Linked DNA regions of Arachis hypogaea: region 1 is linked to region 2. Evidence: chromatin contacts called from public Hi-C data. All regions are on one chromosome and are shown on one strand. Each heading gives the region's core, a stretch centred on a gene start, on an enhancer-like site or on the middle of the called end of the contact. The rest is flanking DNA. Distances are from core to core; before and after follow the strand shown. Region 1 has its middle 13 kb from the start of LOC112756067. Region 2 holds the start of LOC112756064 (F-box/kelch-repeat protein At5g43190).

Region 1 (5,660 bases), core at 2,893-5,392, 39 kb after region 2:
ACCGATCCCTAGCTCGAATCATGGGCCAGCCCACAAAAATTTTGGTTTGGAAAAAACAAAAATAAAGAATACTTGGGTTGGTCGAGTGGTCAGCTCACTCGTCCGTTTAAGTAAGTGTCGGAGGTTCGAATCTCGCCTTGTGCATGCAGTAACCCATTGGCGAATGGCAGACCCTTAAATGGAGCTCAGATCCGCGACGGATTAGTCCTTGACCTGTCGGGTTGAGAAATACCGTAAGCAACAAAAAAAAATAAATACTATTACTTAATTACTAAATGTTTCATAAAAAAAAAAAACCGAGAGCTAGAATTTATTCAAAGATCAATATATATAAAATATCCGATTCTTAAGTAGCTAGGGCAAGCATTCGATACCCACCTAAAAAGGAGTTTAAATTATATCTAATAACTAAAAACTACTTTTATTGAAATAAAATAGCTTATGGAATTTCGGTTATCATAATTTGAAGATAAAAGAGAACATGATTCTGTCAAATTGCAATAAGAGGTACGGTCTTTATAAATTATGTATGTTTATATATCCACCATGCTCCATTACTTCAAACAGGTTATTTCTTTTTTAATTTCTTTATGAAGTCATTGGTCGTCTGATTAATCTTTTATAACTAAAACACATTTTTTAATTAATGGCAAAAGTTAATGGACAAATATAGAACAACAAGAACTACTATAATTTCTCCAACAAGAAAAAGGTTGATTCTTATAAACTGATAAATTAATGATTTTAAAGAAAGTTGACAAGTTCGTAGTTTAATATTTACTCCCATTGGAACCCGCTAACAAATAACAATTTTCAACACTTAATGAGTTGTTGATATTAGGTCAAATATAAATTAATCAATTAAAAATTAGATAACAAGTCAAAAACATTGTCCTTTTTCATAGTTTCAAATTGTGGCATCTGAATTTTAATATTTAAGAGTATCATTTGGTTTAGGACTACAACCCCACTGATTTAAAAAAAATTTATTTTAATAAATACATTAGGAATTAAAATTTTACATATTTTTAAAAAAATTTAAGTAATAACTTTAATATGTATCCTTAAAAAAAAAATAATTCCACAAAAAAGATGCTGAACCCAAATGAATAGTGACATTGAATAGATTTGGATATTTAGAAAAGGATTATTATAATGCAGTGAACTTAACAACTTTTCAGTCAAATTGCACTCATTTTCCCACTTTCTAAAAAGTCCCACACAAGTCTTCAAAAGAGTTATGAAACATAAATTTGGTGATTGAAACTTCTATGGAACTATTTTGCTATAAAAATATTGACATTTGATTTTATTGAATTTATGACGACACTTGCTGTTTTATATATAAAAAACTAAAATTCATTTCAAAGTATTCTGCTCTTATATTCATCTTCTAAACTAGCTTAAAATAAATTTGAATCAACATAAAATATTAAATTAATGTTCCACAACTTTTTAACACCAAGGGTGAACTAATTTCATATATATTTTAGGTTTTAAATTGCTTTTCTTTTTGTGCTAATTGAACCATTAGCATTCTAATCTGATTATCAAGAACTCAACCTGGATAAAATCTGATAAAAAAAATATCTTAATTATTATTAGAAAGATTAAAATACTAAAATTAACCATAAAAAAATTAAATGTTGTTAAAATTGACTATAAAAAATTTAAAATTAAGTTGTACCGATAAAAGATCATTTAAAATTTTGGTATTTTAGTCTTATTAGAAAATAGAAATCTTTTTTTTTTTTTTAACCGTATCCTTCAATACGGCAAGCTAAATACTAATCCGTTGCGAATCGGAACTTCGTTTAAGGGTATGCCATTGACCAATTGATTACTGTATACACAAGGCAGAATTTAAACTCTCGATGACGATGTTTATTTAAGCGGACTAATCAGCTAACCATTAGACCAACTCAACTTGGTTAATAAAAACTTAATTAATTAACTCTTTTTTTTGTCCATAATATGTCGATATTTTCTAACTCGACAGATTAATAATTAATTGTTACGATTTATCACTAAATAATAAATTATTGTATGTACAAACCGAAATTCCAACCGGACACTTATTGAAGCCAACAAATGAACCAATTAATGGAGTCATATTCCTTTGTAATGCTCTACTTGAAAAAAAAATGTTGGTGAGAATTAAAAATTGAAGACATAAAAGTGGACCAGGCCCACGAATAATTATGTGGGCCAATGATATTACAAGATCCTATTGAGGAGAAATTGAAGAACAAAATACTTATTTGTGGCAATAGCCGAGCAACAAAATGAGTGATGCCCAAGTGGATAAGCCATTTGGAAATTCCGTACATCAGTCCCATCAAATAATTGAACTAAAACCCACTTCTCTTTCTATTCTTTTTCTTGCCTCGCCCTTTCAAGCTCATCATATTTTCTTTTAATTGTAGATTTTCAATTTGAGATGTAATGAATAAAAACCTGTGCGTTTTATAACGGAATTTTATTAGTATGACTTATGGAAAGTATACAATAAGAATAATGTTAGAGAACCAATCTTTTCAATTAATATTAGTCAACTTCTTGAAAGTTATTTTATTTATATTAAATTTTAAATTTTAAATCATAAGTTTTTAATTTTACATTTTAATTTATAAATTTTGAACTCTAAAATTAATTAATATTAATCAATTAAAAATTAATTATTTATAATTTCTCATAAAATGATGCATTTTCCTTCATCTAACTAGCCAGCAATAAAATTTAAGAATTTAAATAGATATTCAAGTAGGGGTTGACAAATTTAATTGTACTAAGGATAAGCACAAAAATTTAAAAGTAGTTTTTCAAGATTTAAACTTTTGACATCATAAATAGAATTTGTCTAAAATTAATCTTATTATCATTAAATTAACTCGTTTTTTATTTTGGCTTCATTATTCATGTATTGAAATTATATAATTTATTTTTTTATTATGGGATAGAAATACTAATAATTTAACTGAGAGTTCAAATATAAAATGTCATATGAAAGTAACTCACTTCTTATAATTTGTTTAGATGAAATATAAGACTTAATTCATATTATTTTATTGTTAACGTACGTGATCTCAAATCAATTCATTTACAAATGCAAAATTGAATATCATTTCACTATTATTTTTTTAATTGAATTCAATTTTTATAGATCAAAATTATCCATTTCCTATGCTAAGCAATATTCTTACAAAATTAAGACAAATTCATCAACAAAGACAATCCCATGACCCTGGAGCATAGTGAACCAAACACAAATATTGAGGAAGTTAAAAAAAAAACTATATTCATATATATTATTTAAATAAAACATATTAAAATATAAAATATGTATTAAACTTATATAAAAAATAAGATATAATAACTGACTTAACGAAAAAGAAAAAAACATTAATGTATTAATATATAATTTTTTGGGTAATTTATATTAATAAATTAATTGAAGATTAATTTTATACAAATATGAATAAAAGTTGATTACGCATTTGTCTTAAATAGATTTATCCAAATCGAATCAGGTAAGCGCAATTTAAAAAAAATAAAAAAGAGTTCAAACGTTTATTATGCATAATTTGATTATGAAAAAAAGAATATTTTATTGTAAAAAGAGAATGAATATATTTAAAAAAAAAATGTTTATATTATTTTTTATTTTTTTTATATATTTTGTTACTGTAGTAAATTAAATTAAACTTATTCGATTCAATATCTATATCTTATACAAGTAATGATTAGATTTATCAAGAGATTTAACTCGGATATAAAAATGATCCAATGTTTCTCCAGTTTACATGAAATTAATTTCTACTAAATTTATTGATATAAATTATCCTAATCTTTTACTAAAAAAAAAGGAGACTGTGCATCACATGCCAATCACGTGCATATATTAGATTCTTATCCTTTCAACTAAAAGTCACAAGAACAAAAAAATCAATTATGGTCTAAATTTATTATCTTCATGTAATTAAAAATTGTCAAATAATATTTTTAGTCCACTATATTTTCTACTATAAACGGTATATTAACAGAACTACACGTAATTTTCACCCTTAATTAATCCCCACAATAAGACCCTCCCAAACAAAGATCCATACGTTATTTGCCACGTGTCCACACCCAAACCTCTTGTCTTTTCTTCTTTTTCTGCCTAGCTAGTACCTACGTCTTTTAACTACCACATCAGCGTTTTCCTCACTCTACACTGTTAAATCAAAACTAAACCAACAACCTTCACGCGCGTACTTGTACTTCACGCGCCGCCGCTAAGGAGAATTGAGAGCTATATCCAGCTGTCAAGCAAGGTAGGAAGGAGCACTGAGGTGAGGGAGGTGCCCCTCGGTGTCGAGCCAAACCACCATGCTAGGTCCACCAAGGTGCTCCTCCATGTACGTGGCCACCGTCGCCGGAACCGAGAGTGGTCCCTCGCCGTCTGCATGATGCAACAGGGGACCTTCACCAAACCTAGGATACCCCGAAGGTCGCTGTTGAACACCGTCCTCGATACGAAAAGCGTTATGTCCGGCCTCATGTTGAAGAGTGTTCTAGAAAATTCCCTAACTGCCTCCGGCACATCCGCCCCCACTGCCAGCGGCGCGAAACCACACACCCACGCCTCGTAGTTGGCCTCCATTGCCGAAAACACCTGCTCAATTTCACCTTGCTCAAATCCTCCATGGTAATCCTTGTCGTTCAAGAACCTTCGCAAAATATAAAATAAAATAAAATTCAGTCAAATAGATTATCAGAAAATCAAAATCCGTTCGACAACATCTCAATAATTATATCTCTCATTCCAGATTATTAGATTATAAATGTCAAAAACTTATTTTTTCAAAACTTAAACTTATTTCTATTCATAATAATGTTGTACAATGGCATTAAAATTACCCAGCATAAATTCATAATGTAAGAATTTAAGTTTAACTAATTACATTAACATTTCAATGATGACTTCTAGAAACATTATTATAACCACCATGTACCATTATCTGATAATGATTAAATTTTTTAAATAAGTAATTTTGAGAAATGAATTTGTTGAAAGAGGGAAACTAATAATCAATTAAAGAAAAAAGAATTTATAACTTGCAGTTGCCAGCTGGATACTAAAATATAATTGAGAGATTGATTGAGGGTTACCGAGGGGAGGCGCCGATGAGGATGAGCTTGGAGAAGAGTTCGGGGCGGCGGATGGAAGCAAGCATTCCGATCATGGCGGAGATGGAGTGACCGACATAGGCACAGCGAGTAACGCGGAGAGCGTCAAGGATTCCGATGAGGTCATCGACGTAGGCGTCAAGGGAGGTGTAACGGCGGTAATCGAAGTAGTCCGGATTGACGCTGCCGGCGCACACGAGGTCGTAGAGGATGACGCTGTAGCGGCGGGTGAAGTAAGGGAGGACGCGCTGCCAGGCGGATTGGTCGGTGCCGAAACCGTGGGCCAAGACAAGGTACTTGTCGCCGGAACCTTCTACGCGCACATTCAGCGCGTCTAAGATTGAGGTTCCCATCTTGAGAGAGAGAGAGTGATTTGGTTTTGAAGGTTTGGAGTTATATGTGAACTAAATATTAGGAACAGTGAATTTTTAGTTACCCCTTGCTTTTGGACTTTTTGCTTGGTTCTCAAAGAGACTGTGATCTGGTTA
Region 2 (5,259 bases), core at 445-2,944:
TCGAAATGTCAAGAGTTCGATTCTTGGTGAACCCCAAAATCATTTTAAACCTTTGGGATGAGTGGTTTTATGACATGAGATGTTCTTAAACATTGTCTAATACAAAATGAAATGAAAAATAGGCAATTTCTTTTTTTTTTTTTTTTTTTGTCAGGGAAAAATAGGCAATTTCTAATGTCTTGAAATTAAACAGATATTTAGAAGAATAAATAATTTCTCTTACCGAAAAGAATTGTCCAAAAAACAAAATCCAAAAGAAATAGCCCAAAAGGGTCAGTCAATACAAAATGTAAAATTATAAATACTATAAATCTTATGAAGCCCAAAAAGAGCCCATTTCATACAATCCAATCAATTTGTTTTCATGATCTAAAATTAAAAAAAAAAATCTTGAATACCCAAAAACAAAATCTTAAAATGTTGGAATTTGACTCGGACATAGATAAGCATGAATTGTATGAGTCATCATTAATTACTAAATGCAGGTTTCAAAAGATACTATGTATATATGGGGTGATATTAGTTTTGAATTCTATGATGATATTACTTGGATTTGACTTGTCACTTATGTATCAATGGAGATGATGATTAATTGATGATGATGATGGCGGTGTTAATATTAAATTGTTTTTCTATAATGACTTTGTCTTTGTAAACACTAATTAAAAGATTTAGACTTTGAATTTATGTTTATGATTGCGTTCAACGCGGAATATATATTCTTCAATACGCCCAAATTTCTCTGTACATTTTTTTTAGTATTACTATTTAAAATGAAAGTTTTTTTCCCTCTAAAAAAATTAGAGATTTTAGAATTTTTTTTCCCGAATAACCATAAAGAGAATACGAATTCCAACCAAAATCAAGCAACTTTTCAATTAGGCTATTTCGTTTATAGTTGTTAGAATTGAATCACTCTAAAAAAATAAATTTATGCTATCATCTAAATATATAATTATAAATTATTTAGTTAATTTTTTTAGGGTTAAGTATAATTTTATTTTTTAAGGTAGGGATTGAAAAATTTTTTTAGTTTCGACTTTTTTTTGCCTACAAAATCACCACCTCTTCGAAGATGATGAGGAACGCGACCAGGCGCGTCGCGGCAAGGTAAGGGTGGGTTGCGGCAAGGCTAGGGCTCAAGTTACGGCGCTGCAAGGTTGAAGTACGGCAAGAGACGAGACGAAGGCTGAACGAGGAAGAGGGGCGACGTATACAGTGTATAATGATTTAAACTATACTAATAAACTTAAGGTTTAATTCAATAAAATATTCGTGTTAATTATTTTTCAAAATTATTTGACCTGGAAATAAAGCATTTACAATTTTTTTATATTGATTTTCTTGATGCATAATAATGTCTATGCAAAGCACGAGTAATCTCCTAATTCATAAATAGTTGTCAAAATTAAATTGATAATTAATCTGATTAGATTACTAATTTTTTAATTCAACAAGCAAATCACTGGTTAAGCCATTTAATATATGGGAAAGTATGAAGAATTAATGGAATATTTATACAATGTGTACAATGGAGGTTTAGAGAATATTAGAGATATAATCATTAGTGTTACATTTTTTCATCAGTTAAAGCTTTTGGGATCAGTGGTACCATGACATGGTATTAGAGCGTTAGATCCGAAAGATCAAGAATTCAATCTTTGGTGAACTCCAAAATCAGTTTAAACTTTTGGGAAGATGTTTATTATCGCTATTACACGAATGGTTATTCTAGATAGTATGAGAGATGTTCATTTTGTAACTCAATAACCCATTGTATACATTGTACAAATAGTTCATTGTCTCCCTCGCGAAATCCTATATAATTATATATTTTTGTTAAAAAAAAGTATAGATACTGTAGTGAAATTAAATGTTCGGATAAAATAATTTAAAAAAAAAGGTTGAATGACTGTTGAGATGGTAGCTAACTTGCTATACTTAAAGTGTGAACTAAGACTCAAGTTTGAAGTCCACGTTACCCCGCAAGTTGTTTCTGACTTTAGAGATGAATAATCAAACATCTTGGTAACTCCGATGAGAATCAACAACAACATGATCATGAAGAGTTCTCCAAGATCTTCTTCAACACCAATGGATCCAAGAATCTGGAGCAAGCTACCTCCAGAGATCTTAGAATACATCCTCTCTTTTCTTCCCCTCAAAACCTTCCTCAATCTCAGGTCAACTTGCAAGTCTTTCTGGTCTCTCATCTTCACTCCTCCTTTCATAAACAAACACTCTTCTTCTTCTTCTTCTTCTTCTTCACCTTTCTCTAACTTCCTCTTCCTCTCACACCCTCAGTTCCACCATAGCCACTTCACTCTCTATGACTGCAACCACGCCACGTGGCGCAACATCTCCCTCTCCCTCACCACCAATGATTCTTCCTCCCTTCACCATTCTTCTCCATCATCATCATGCTTCACCACACTTGTTTCATCCGGTGGGTTGTTCTGTCTCTCCGATCCAACCTCATGTTCTTTGCTTGTGTGCAATCTCTTGGCAAAAACTTCTAGAAAGATTCAATATCCAAGTTTCAATCTTCACCTTGAGCATCTCACTTTTGTTACAACCCCAAAAGGGTACACAATTTTTGTCCTTTTCTCTCACTCTTCTTCTTCTCCTTCTTCAAGTTCTAGTAATGTGTTTGTCTATGACTCAAAGGTGCTATCTTGGACAAGATTTGAAGGGCGTTTTGGGGTTAATTTAGGTGATAACATTCGCCAGCATCAAGGTGTTTACTTTAATGGGGGTTTGTATTTTGCAACCCCAGAGCCATTTTCTGTGGTGAAATTTGATTTGGGGATTGGGAAATTGGAGAGACCAATTGGGGTGTTACCAAATCAAGTTACATTCTTGAGATTGGTGGGGGATGGAGGAGAGGGTAAAAAAATGTACTTGGTTGGTGGGGTTGGGAGCAATGGAATCTCAAGGAGCATAAAATTGTGGGAGTTTTGTGAAGAAAATGATTATGGGAATTATTGGAATGAAGTTGAGAGTTTACCTGATCTTATGTGTAGGAAATTTGTGTCAGTTTGTTACCATAACTATGAACATGTTTATTGCTTTTGGCATGAAGGGATGATATGCATTTGTTGCTACACTTGGCCTGAGATTTTGTATTACTTGGTTTCAAGGAAGACATGGCATTGGCTTCCAAGGTGCCCTTCTTTGCCTCTCAAATGTAGCTGTGGATTCAAGTGGTTCTCTTTTGTTCCTAATCTCTATGCTGCTGTTTGAGACATGTATGTAATGTATCACCCTTTTTGTCTTTTATCTTCTTTCTTCTCTTTAATTTTTCAGTTGCTTTTAGTTTGTTGGAGATATCCTTAGATTTGGTATGTTTTTTTTTTTAATATGATTTTTGGAATGAGAATGATACTTGATTAGTTGAACTTACAGTTTCTTAATTTACTAAGGATTATTGCTTAAGCAGCTTCTGTGTGTGTTTGATTCAGTATTAAAAAGATATTACTTCTGTAGTTCTGTTTAGCTCTAGAATTGATTTCTCAAAGTAGTAATTAGTAATAATCAAAAGTCATATGTTAGGAATTAGGATAGTGCCATCAAAGTTACAGGTAACAATTTTCACCTAAACCATATTGATTAACACTTTCTTGTCATCTTGTAAATTGTCTTATGCTTAGTCTTTGGGTTATTTTATCAAATTCAATGGTATAATAACTAAAAATATATTTTTATCCAACAAATTTCCTGAACTAAATTGCTTTTCTAATACTACAAATTGTTGAAATTTATTTTTAATATTTTTAAAATAAGTTACAAATATGTTTTGAATTTTAAAAATATAATAATTAAGAAATATAAAAATAATATTATATAGTAATTTTTATTCTCTTAACATGAAAATATCAAATATCATTTTCAAAATAAGGATAAAAATATAAAAATTTCAACAATAAATTTTAAAACTTAAAACAAACATAATATTATTTTTATAAACAATTTCTAAAAATAAATTAAAATTTATTGAAAATGACGTTATCAACTCAATCCAATTGCCGTTCTTCCATTAATTTGCATTGTTTATGCTCTTGGATTTAGATTGGTACGTCTTTATCGATACTGACACAAGATAATTTCCAGGATCAGGTAAGATGTTACAACATACAAATCAGAATATATAGCTTCACGATAACATCAATCTAATCATATTTGACTATGTAAAATCTTAGCAGTTATTAATGATTATTATCATTTTCTTTGTAGAAAAAAGGGAATATCTCTGTGGTTTTGTATAGCTATTCTAACACGATACATGTTACAACTTTTGACCTTCCAATTTGTGCACTTTATGTTTTTCGTATGAGAGAAAGAAGAGTGTATTTTCCAATAATGTGAGAAGAGAAGTGTTTAACTTTGTTATGGGAGCTACAAAGTGGTGCTTTCGATTTGTGATTTCGAAAATAAAAAAAAATTTAATGTTAAAATCGGACCGTCTGTTTTTTATTTTAAAAAATAAAAAAAATACAAAATACAAAACAAATCATGCGATTTGTAGTTTTTTTTTTCAAACAAATCGGATCCTCTGATTTGTAGTTTACTTTTTTCTTCAAACAAATCGGACCGTCCGATTTGAATAAAATACCATATTAAAAAAAAATACATAATCTTCCAATAACAATATATTAAACATATATTTAAACAATATAAAAAAATTAGCCCCAATTTGTATCGCTAGCTGCTCCCTTTCATATTTATAAACTTCTTCTCTCTTTGAATTTCTCTTTGATGCCTTCCATCATTTTATTTTTGACATGGCTTGGGAAATGGTCTAACCACTTAATTAGAGGGTTATTGAAAACAAGCGTCACTTTCTTTCTTCACTCATAAATTTAGTTCACAATATTTACGGTCTCATATATTAAAGTCAACTAATTTAACATTATCTAATTTTTTTATATAAAAAAACTTTAATATAATACTTAATTATTATATTTTATAGTGTTTTTGAAAATTATAGGGGTGGGACAATACAATACGCCTTCCGTCCATAATTTTAAAAAATACTATAAAATACATTATCTGAGTATTACACCAAAATTTCATTAATAACTAAAAAATAAACGATCTTACTTACCTATAAGTAAATCATGATAGAACTTCCGTTATTTCGAATTAATGCTTGATATTGGTTTGATGAATTTTAGTAGTAGTTATAATAAGACCAATCCTAAATTGAAAGACAGTAAATAAAATGAAGTTTCCGATTGGCATTTGAAAAATACTAAGGAC

Evidence for each region. Hi-C and Micro-C count contacts between places; a contact is called where the count stands out from the background.
Region 1: a Hi-C map of an unstated tissue shows a contact between it and region 2, with 2.2 times the contacts expected there. The contact joins the enhancer-like site here to the promoter of LOC112756064 in region 2. A contact is called at or near these places in 2 of 8 Hi-C or Micro-C datasets (leaf and an unstated tissue).

The regions. Positions count from the first base shown.
Region 1 is chr6:116,124,634-116,130,293 of arahy.Tifrunner.gnm2.J5K5, forward strand. It overlaps the pseudogene LOC112756068. Among protein-coding and RNA genes, the nearest start is that of LOC112756067, 13 kb to the left of the region's middle. Within about 2 kb of position 4,143, at least 3 of the 3 cell types and tissues checked have open chromatin away from gene starts, as enhancers often do.
Region 2 is chr6:116,087,616-116,092,874 of arahy.Tifrunner.gnm2.J5K5, forward strand. It overlaps LOC112756064 (F-box/kelch-repeat protein At5g43190), which reads left to right and starts at 1,695. Exons shown (of 1, transcript XM_025804485.3): 1 at 1,695-3,398. The coding sequence starts at 2,038. The coding sequence ends at 3,243.